2 separate regions of the Danio rerio genome follow, and region 1 is linked to region 2. Evidence: chromatin contacts called from public Micro-C data. All regions are on one chromosome and are shown on one strand. The core of a region is the stretch at or near the end of the contact, and the rest is flanking DNA. Distances in the headings are between cores, read along the strand shown. Region 1 overlaps kif26ab (kinesin family member 26Ab). Region 2 holds the start of kif26ab (kinesin family member 26Ab).

Evidence for each region. A called contact is a pair of places that touch in the nucleus more often than the background predicts.
Region 1: a Micro-C map of caudal fin shows a contact between it and region 2, with 5 times the contacts expected there. The contact joins the enhancer-like site here to the promoter of kif26ab in region 2. A contact is called at or near these places in 2 of 18 Hi-C or Micro-C datasets (caudal fin and embryo).

What each region holds. Positions count from the first base shown.
Region 1 is chr17:50,884,741-50,889,821 of GRCz12tu, forward strand. The region is part of intron 3 of kif26ab (kinesin family member 26Ab); the gene reads left to right. Among named protein-coding and RNA genes, the nearest start is that of kif26ab, 78 kb to the left of the region's middle. Within about 2 kb of position 2,326, at least 3 of the 62 cell types and tissues checked have an H3K27ac peak or open chromatin away from gene starts, as enhancers often do. A contact at or near this core is called in caudal fin, where this site is marked.
Region 2 is chr17:50,807,342-50,812,744 of GRCz12tu, forward strand. It overlaps kif26ab (kinesin family member 26Ab), which reads left to right and starts at 1,626. Exons shown (of 15, transcript XM_005158960.5): 1 at 1,626-2,086; 2 at 4,688-4,924. The coding sequence starts at 1,952. It overlaps LOC141378417 (a long non-coding RNA gene), which reads right to left. Exons shown (of 3, transcript XR_012393022.1): 3 at 4,808-5,403.

The sequences.
Region 1 (5,081 bases), core at 1,076-3,575, 78 kb after region 2:
AAGCTGTATTTAGTAAACACAGAGCAACAAATAGTCTAGGGATTCTCAAGGAGGAAATTGCTATCCTCACAGGATCATAGTGGTATAAGCTCTCTCCAATATTTGAGCAAATATTCTCTCTCATGCCAATATCATACCAACCCTGACAACATCCACACCCTTCATATACCTTCTGGGATACTAATTTCCAGTCAGACACTTCCGTAATAGGACAAAAGATAAAACTTTCAAATGAAATAAAAATACATACATTCAGAAACAAAACATCCATCATTCAATGAACAAAATAAAAATATTATAACAAATAAATTAGTTGACAGTTGGGCTTCAACTACTAGACTGCAAAATCGCCTACTACTTAGTACATACTTCACTTAAGTTTAAACATACTACTTAGCCATTAGAAAAGTACGTTCTATTCAGTGTGAATAGGATGAATGGAGCTCGGATGTGCTACATCCGCCTTTTTGTCATTATCACATGACCTACCTGCGTCAGTTGTGTCGCTTCACTCCCATTAATAAATTCTCTAGCAGTGCATCATGGCAGAGCGTAGCATCCATCTGTTGTGCACTTTAGAATCTCGCCGGAAACAGTATGTCATCCACTTTTCACATACTGTTTTTCGAATTCTATGAATTCGGACATACTACTCGGCCCGATTTTAGAGTACTATATGAAGTTTTATAAAGTGATTTCGAGAGGAGTATGTTATATGAATGATCACAGCTGGTCTCACATCAATAATCATTCTAGACCAATCAGAATAATTCTAACATCCAATAAATAAGCCCATTCATCCTACTTTCCTTATCTTTGTTTGGATGAACCCTCCATGCCGAGCTTAGGGTTCTCTCCCAGGACAGTATGCCAAATCTGCAAATTATATCAAGCAATAACTAAGTGGGAACTCTTAATATAGTATGAAAGTTTGCAATTTTAGATTAAGCTCTTGTGTCTAGTAGTCTTGAACACATTAATTAGTTGGATCACCTTAATTAGGGTCTACTGACACTATGCCATCCTTACTGTGCCCAGGCCTGTTTCCCGGATTGTTTAAGAAGTGTGAGGGCGCTGAATCTGGCTCAAGCACGGTTCATTTGGCCGGCCCTAGCTCGGTTGGAAGAGGTGGGCCAGAGCGCGATTTACTTGGGCTTACGTATGCGGTATGTTTGTAGTGTCAGTGCAAAACGCACCAAAGCCCGAAACTGAAAAGGAGACATGACTTTTAAGGGACTGCTTCATCTGGATTTATTAATCTTTCTTACTGTTCAGTGAACGCAAACTGCCGTAGTTTATTAAAGACGCAAACCTCTCACTGCACGACAGCTGCGCACCTTCAGCAGACTTCCTCATTACTGCAGCACGAGGGTTTTATGATAATGAGCGCCAAAAGTGGCGGATCTGTTCGGGGAAATATCTGACTGCGTGTCACCGCATCCCTAAGGACTGTTTGGCGAAATATTTGACTGCACGTCACTGCATATCAAACGACTGAAAGGATATAACTAGAGAAATCTCCACTGTGCTGCTGAGTGAGAGCGCTTCTCACTGAACTGCACAGCAGCAATGACGTAAGCTTGCCCAGGCCCGATTGTGGTCTGAGTGCGGGCCGTCGGGGGGAGACGGGAGGGGGGACAGATGTGCTTTGGCTCGGTTTGAGGCAACTGTACCTGGTGTGAGTACGGCCTTAGCTGTAGGCTCACATAGCTTAGAGTTGTGGCCCTCAAGGAATTGAGTTTGAGACCTATGTTTTCATTTCTAATATTTTATTTCTTTATTTTATCTTTGCCATGATGACAGTAAATAATATTTGACTAGATATTTTTTAAGACACTTCTATATAGCTTAAAGTGACATTTAAAGGCTTAACTAGGTTTACAGAACAAACTAGCGATGGTTTGTTCTGTAGACTATCGAAAAATATATATAGCTTGAAGGGGCTAAATATTTTGACCTTAAAATGTTTTTAAAAGAATGTAAAACTGCTTTTATTCCAGTCAAAATAAAACAAATAAGACGTTTTTCCAGAAGAAAAAATATATATTATCGGGCATATATTAAAATTCCCTTGCTCTGTTAAACATCATTTGGGAAATATTTAAAAAAGAAAAAAAAATCAAAGGGGGTTTAATAATTCTGATTTCAACTGTATATAAAACATGGACTATTATCGATTGATGACAGTAATTTCATAAGGGCTAAGTACCTTTTGATTAATCATGTGGCTGATGTATTGCTCTCAGTCATACAGTATATTGTACAATCACCAGAATGCAGGTTTGGCAGATTGACAGTTTGAGGAGTTCATTTTATTACTCCCGCATTTTATTGACTGGCTGCCTTACTGAACTGCTACATTCCACAGAGGACTGCTCATGTGTGCTAAGTGTACAGCTTCAGCTTGTTAAACTAAATGAAACAAAAAGAAAACAGGTGGTCAACTGAACTATCCCTTGCATTCGAGCGTTATCTATAATACACATCACATCTTTCTGCGCTATTGATGTTGCTTTTATATTCTTTTGCAATTGCCTCAGAAAGAGCCTCTTTGTTCTGCCATCAGTTACCGCTGTTGATGAAGAAAGGTTAACAATAGTGATGTCTGCGCTTTTCCTTTTTGTGCTAGTCAACAAGTACTTTATTCCAGCAAGCGAGCTGCCACTGATGCTTTTAGCAGCCAGCGTGTGAGCAGACAAACAAAGCAGAAAGCCTTGGATAAAGAAATAAAACATTTGACCAACTGCTGGCCCAGTATGTCTTGAAAAACCAACAGAAGCTGTCTGCCTCATGGTACTCACCCAAACACACAACTCACTCTTGTGAACAGAGCTCTTTATGCTTTCCTCTGGTTCAAAGATGTGCCTTGTATAATTTGGAAAGGCTTCATCCTTTCATTAGATTGGAGGGATGACAATAATGCATGCAGTGTGCTGGGACTTCGGCAGAGCCTTGAGCAAGGAGCTTTAACTCGTCTGATTTCTGTGGGGAGAAATGACAAGCAGCGGGAGAAAAGAGGTGGAGACAAAGCCATTGAGATGGACTGATTCTGACAGGAAATCTTTGGAGGGGCCTTGCGTTCTGTGAAGCTTTTAAACCTGTGCTACTGTGGGTAAAGGAACATAAGAACTTTTGGAACAGGTGTTCCTGAAAAGTGAGAAGTGAAACATCAAATGGTAAGAAGCACTTTGATGATTAGTTCAGGGCATTCAACATCAAAATAAAATAAAGAAGTTGACAGATGTCAAGTTTAGATTCAGATGAATGCTTCAAAATGCTTTTTCAGCATGTACTATGTACTAAGGTTTGGTTAAAACGATATTAAAGGCAACTATTCTTTTAATACAATTACAGTGCATCCGGGAAGTATTCATAGCTCACTTTTTCAAATTTTTTATATTACAGCCTTATTCCAAAATTGATTTAATGCATTTATTTCCTCAAAATTCTACAAACAATACCCCATGATGACAATTAAATTGTTGCAAATTTATTAAAATTAAAAAAAGCTGAAAAAACTTATGTACATCAGTATTCACAGCCGTTGACATGAAGCTCTAAATTGAGCTCAGGTACATTCGGTTTCCACTGATCATTCTTGAGATGTTTCAGCAGCTTCATTGGAGTTCAACTGTGGTAAACTCCGTTTATTGGACATGATTTGAAAAGGCATACACCTGTCTATATAGGGTCCCAGGGTTAATAGTGCATGTCAAAGCACAAACCAAGCATAAAGACAAAGGAATTGTCTGAGAGAGTATTGTTTTGAGGCACAAGGCTGGGGAAGGTTACAGAGAAAATTCTGCTGCTCTGAAAGTTCCAGTGAGCACAGTGGCCTCCATCATCCATAAGTGGAAGATGTTTGGAACCACCTGGACTCTTTCTAGAGCTGGCCAGCCACCTAAGCTGAGAGATCAGTGGAGGAAGGCCTTAGTCAGGGAGGTGATCAATAACCCGATGGTCACTCTGTCTGAGGTCCAGTGTTCTTCTGTGGAGAGAGGAGAACCTTATAGAAGGACAACCATCTGTGCAGCAATTCATCAATCAGGCCTGTCATGCCAGACAGAAGCCTTTCCCCAGCTGGAATTTGCCAAAAGGCATCAGAAAGACTCTCAGACCATAAGTAACAAAATTCTCTGGTCTGATGACACTAAAATTAAACTATTTTGGAGTGAATGGCAGGTGTTGTTTGGAGAAAACCCGGCACTGTTCATCACCAAGTTAATACCATCCCTGCAGTGAAGCATGATGTTTTTCAGCAGCAGGAACTGCAAGACTAGTCAGGATAGAGGGAAAGATGAATGCAGCAATGCACCGAGACATCCTGAATGAAAACCTGCTTCAAAGTGCTCTTAACCTCAGACTGGGGCAAAGATTGATCTTCCTGCAGGACAGCGACCCAAAGTACACCCCCAAAATATCATATGGAGTGGCTTTACACAATTCGCTCATTGTCCTTGAGTGGCCCTATTGAAATCTTATTGAACATCTCTGGAGAGATCTGAAAATGGCTGTACACCTTTGCTTCCCATCTAACCGCTATGCATACTTTCTGAATTCACTGTATATTCCTATTATGTTCCTTGAATTACCAACATAAATACTATAACTTGTTTAAAAAAGGATGGGTCAGTGGTTAGGACTTTCACCTCACAGCAAGAAGGTTGCTGGTTTGAGTCCCGGTTGGGTAAAGCCTGGTTTATACATCTCCGTCAAGTGACTGGGTAACCTGCACCGTAGCAACGCGCGTTGCTGTGCATTTATACTTCTGCACACTGTTTCTGTTGGTCTGCATTAACACTTCCAAAACGCAAGTTGGCAGTGAGGTGTTAATGTTCCTCTGTGTCGAGTTTCTTCGCTGGTGTATTGTTTTTTCTGAACGCTTCCTGAATGTACAAGTGGCTTAAACCAGAACATAAATACTATAACTTGTTTAAAAAAGGATGGGTCAGTGGTTAGGACTGTCACCTCACAGCAAGAAGGTTGCTGGTTTGAGTCCCGGTTGGGTAAAGCCTGGTTTATACATCTCCGTCAAGTGACTGGGTAACCTACGATGCGTGCAACGCGCGTTGCTGTGCATT
Region 2 (5,403 bases), core at 376-2,875:
TGCAACTTACGACTTTGCATATTGGGCCAAGTTGATGAGCCAATATCACTTCCAGCTCACATCATACTTGTCAACAGTCAACCGCCTAATTCCCTTTTAATCGGAGGGACAAAACCCCGCTCCTTCAAAAGAGAGTCTACAGGAACGAGTATATTATTGCAATAATGCCTGTCTGCTTATCTATAGCTTGCTCCTCTGTATGCTCGAGATAAGAGTTTTTATTAAGAGGCCATGCAGTAATGTCCTGTGTTCGTCTTTCAAAGCCAAGAGAACAACAGACTTTATCTAGTGTGTGTTAAGCTTCGCATTTAAGCTGCTCAGAAACAGGCCGGGTTTGCATTCGGCTGCTTAGAAAGCACGCAGCGGGGAGCCTTTTGGTGGATCCGCTTTGATTTTTAAGAATCTGGCTTTTAAAAATAATAGAAACTTTTGAAACGAGTGTTCCGTCGCCACAAAACAAATCAGCTTAAAAATAAATAAATAAATAGCCTAAATAAATAAATAAAGTTAAATAAAGTCAGCTTTTACATGTTGGCTAATCAAAGAATTAGAGTGCGAAAACCAGACAAGCAACCAAAATAATGGCACACATTCTTCTTTTAGATGGCAGCTGATATTTTAAAACCAAATTGTGCATTTGTAGTGAAAAGAATATAGTCCGAAGTGATTTTTTTAAAATGGATTTTTAGTTTACCAGACCCTCCCATGACAATCACAGATTTGTACATGTTGGTATTACAAATAGAGGTATAGCCTATTTTGCATATTGTGTGAAATTGCTGTCCCTCCTTTGACACTTTGTTTCCTAAATATGTAGGTTGAAAAAGATGAACAAAATCTGTTCGAATTGAGCAGTTTAATTCAAGTCTTCTGAAGAGACATGATCACAAAATGATAAAAAAGAAGTCTAACTTTTGTTTGCATGTAAACCCTGATCAGGGTTTAAATCATCCAGATTTGGTCAAGCATGCTTGCTTGATGTGTCTTTTCGCTGTGGCGACCCCTGATTAATAAAGGGACTAAGCTAAAAAATATGATTGAATAATTATTAAATTAGTTAATTAATTAATTAATTAAGCCTCTCAAATATAATGACAAATACACATTTTTTGTTCTAAAGGATGACATATTTCATAGTCAAGACTGTCATGAGGGTGAATAAATCAAGAGTTTTTATTTTGAAGTGAACTAACCCTTTACTTACACATTATTACTTCAAGCCATTCTTTATATTATTCAGATAAAACGCATCCCACAACGTGGCATCTCCTGCAAGCTAGCATCAATACTAAAAGAATTGCCGGAAATTTTTAAATCTCAAAATGTCGCACAAAGAGTACTCCATTGAGTAAACATGAGGTCTTATAAATACCTTGTCTGGTAAGGTTACGCGTCACAGCGCAAGCGAGGAACTGAATCTCGGAGCGCGCACAGCTGAGCATCAGCAGGGCGACCACACAAGAGCCACGAGGATGTCAGAGTAGAGAGAGAGAGAGAGAGAGAGAGAGAGAGAGAGAGAGAGAGAGAGAGAGAGAGAGAGAGAGAGAGAGAGAGAGAGAGAGAGAGAGAGAGAGAGAGAGAGGTGGAGTTCTTCAAGGTAGTCCTCAACAGGCTCGCTCGAGTTCACTCCTAGACCTGCAGTGTAGCCAAGACGCGGCGCGGACAGCCTTTCCCACAAGGATGATGAATGCCAGAAGTGCACGGATCATATATGGATTGTATGGGGCTCTTGCGTGCTTTGATGAGTGTCAAAATTTGGATGTATGATTTTCCACCAGCCAAGTGATTTGGAATAGAACCCGAACAATCTAAATGAGTCAACAGTTGGATGTACCTGAAAGGGAACCTCTGGATTACACCATGCCACTGATTTGGAATCAGAGGGAACCGTTTGTAAAATGAACTCCAGAGCGCTGTAAACGGGGAGAGGAAATATACCCACAGCCGCACAATGGATTTACCAAACTCTAACGGGTCATCTGGGGCAGACAAGCAGAAGCCCGGGTTGATTGACTTGGGGACGTTTTTCGTGGACGCTGACATCATTTTTGGGTTTACCAGTCATCTGTTAAAGCGAAAAGCCAAGGTAAGAAATTTGAGAGTGGACAAAAGACTCCACAAGTTGACTCGCTAAGGGCTCTGGTGCCCATTTTTACACCGCACATGTAGCACAGAAAAGATTCTGGAGTATTATTAAGATATATTCGGAGAGACTGTTTGAAATGTATTACAAATAGGTACTTTGACATCAGAGGATGGACTGGTTAAAACAGGGGTACTTTAGTCTTGGCTATAATGTGATTTTTTAGATGAACTCGGATGTTTAAAGGTGTCTTGAAGATGTTGTTTCTCTTTATATTCGCAGTTTTTGAACAGTAAGTTATCACTGATTATGATGATGATGGGTGGCGATTTTTCATTTCAGCACCACGAACAGCGCTCACTGTCTCCATCAGCTGCGCTGTAGCAACTTCCCGGAAAGCGCAGTAGCCACACAATACACTAAAACACGCAGTTTACACTTAAGCTCTTTATTTCACCAGACTGTGAACTTTGTATTCGGTTTAAAGTTTTTCGGCTATTACAAGATTTCAGCAGTTCAACTCAATTATGATGAAATAATATCCAGCGTTCTCGTTCTGTTATAAACATAAAAACGAGCAAAAACACCAGACTTATATGTTAACATATCAATATAAAAATACACAAAATGACATTTATGCACAAATATTGATTTCAAAACAGTACGTCTGAGATTATCTCCTATCTACACCTTATAAATATAATATAGACGGCCATAAAGAGTCACATTTCTGTTAGTAGGTTTGTGCTTAAGTCAGTTATCAATGGTTTTGGTCTTGAGCCTACACTAGTTGCGCTTTCACAGACAAAGAACTGGATGAGAATGTTTGAGGCGAAGATTGACTGTATTTGAGATACAATTTATATTCACGTGATCCGAGGCATACATGGTCGGTATAACATACTCATTTAACGATTAAATATGCAGACATTCCCACAATTTATTTCAGACCAAGGGGTTTGTTGGAGGTAGAATTAGGAATATCCAGAGGGTGGCGCCAGAGTAACACGTAAAATATCCAACAGACCAGTAATATCTGAGTCAACACAAGTGAACGAACTGAAATAATATAAAAGATGACGTAATTTTTGCTGGAAGAAGCAGAAATAGAAATAATTAAAATGATAATAATAATAATAATAATAATAATAAAACGCGAATCTATCTATCTATCTATCTATCTATCTATCTATCTATCTATCTATCTATCTATCTATCTATCTATCTATCTATCTATCTATCTATCTATCTATCTATCTACCTACCTACCTACCTACCTACCTACCTACCTACCTACCTACCTACCTACCTACCTACCTACCTACCTACCTACCTATCTATCTATCTATCTATCTATCTATCTATCTATCTATCTATCTATCTATCTATCTATCTATCTATCTATCTATCTACAGTAGATAGATAGATAGATAGATAGATAGATAGATAGATAGATAGATAGATAGATAGATAGATAGATAGATAGATAGATTGATTGATTTATAACACTCCATAGGGTCTTTATTTGCTTTTATGATTATTATTTTTAATAATTTTAAATTTTGTTTTAAATAAATAATTCCATTGTGATATCAACTTTATTTTCACTTTTTGTTTGTGCACAAGCAGAACTCCGAAACAGCAACTAAGTGTTGTGTTTGAATAAAAGCACTTCTGCAGCTCCACCCCTCCACCCAAGTGACCGAGCCGCGCTCACTGACAGACAGCAGTCAAACTTCACTCCCGCGTGCGCGCGTCGTCATGGAACTACAGCAAAGCAAACCTTCGCGGAAACTCGCTTATGCTTTTCCATTGCGCTCCCACTGATTATCCATGAACTCTGTTGCTCATCATTGTACATAGACACATTTCAGGCGCTATAAAGTCCTCTAGATGTCCGCAGTGGCGTTTTGACCATTTAAACCGAGATGATGGATTTAACGCATGGGAATGCACAAGGAGAGTTCCAGACCATCCGATCAACTGTAAGTCCTCTAATAAACAGCTGAGGGTTGTAGTATTCTGGTGGAGTGGCAAGTTTGTGCAACTGAGTAACTTGAAACATTTAGAAAGTTTAATCACGCTTTCATGTCACGCGCACTCTTAGAAATACAAGTTTATTTAGTGTTTCAGTAATTTAACTTCATTAAAAATCAGTGGAACTTGTCCACAATATAAAATGATCTTTGTAATAAAAAGAAAGTTGACTTAAATAATCAAATCGTTCTTCACATTCAGGAAAACGTTTGTACTTCAATACTTCAAGTTTGTACTTATTAAGATTCATATTAAGAACTGTAATAACATTTATTTAAAGTTATATGTACAAGCATTTTTATAAAGGGATACCCCCAAAATATGAATCTGTCATCATTTACTCATCCCTTACTTGTTCCAAACCTGTTCTGCTGACTAAATAATATATTTAGAAGAAAGCTGAAAATCTGCAACCACAGAAATCTATAGTAGGAAAAGCAAATGATTACAGGTTTCTTCATCTTCTTTTTAGTTCTTTCTTCTGGGTAAACTATCCCTTTAATAATAATTATCAAAATTGAATTAGCTTTAATGTTAAATTACTTGATTTTGTTGTCTTTGTAAAAGGTGGAAGGCTGTTCAAGCGGAGAGTCTTCCCTTTCTTTTGAGCTGAGCCCGAGGAAAAGACTGTCAGCGGAGGAGGAGAGGTGCGCCAGCAGACCTCCACCTGAAGGAGCAGGAGCTGTGAGTGTCTCGGAGTCAGACAGGGATGACGCTAAGCCGGATCTGTGCAAGCAATGTCAGATGACTGTGGCTGAACTGAGGAGACAAGCCCTCACTCTATCCGACCCTGCTTCCTTAAAGGTCAGTGAGACAGACATTGTTTCAATGCCACTGCGGAGCAAACAAATTAATCCAAACTCAGGGAAATCAGGTGCTTTGTTGTTTGTAGGATGTTGTAGCATTATACTTATAATGTCATCTTTCAAGGAACTGTTTTGATTTATGCATTAATGCATGAACATTTTTGTTTGTATTTTTATTATTCTAAACAAATTGGTGCACATTGATGGAGTTGCTCTTCAGTGGATCGGCTTTCAGAAGTGACATTTGCATTACACTGATCAGTATAAACTGAGCTGATATTCAACAGTGACATTTATGCTAAACTGAAATGTATCAGTTTTATTGAACTACAACTACACCAGCCTTCTACGTTACTTTCCTGCTTGACTCAGATAGTAAAAAGTTCCAAAATTTAAACAATTATAACTTTTTATTCTCTTTTCTTCAACTATATTAGCTGCTTTGATACAATCTACAAGTGTTCATAAGTGTTTCCG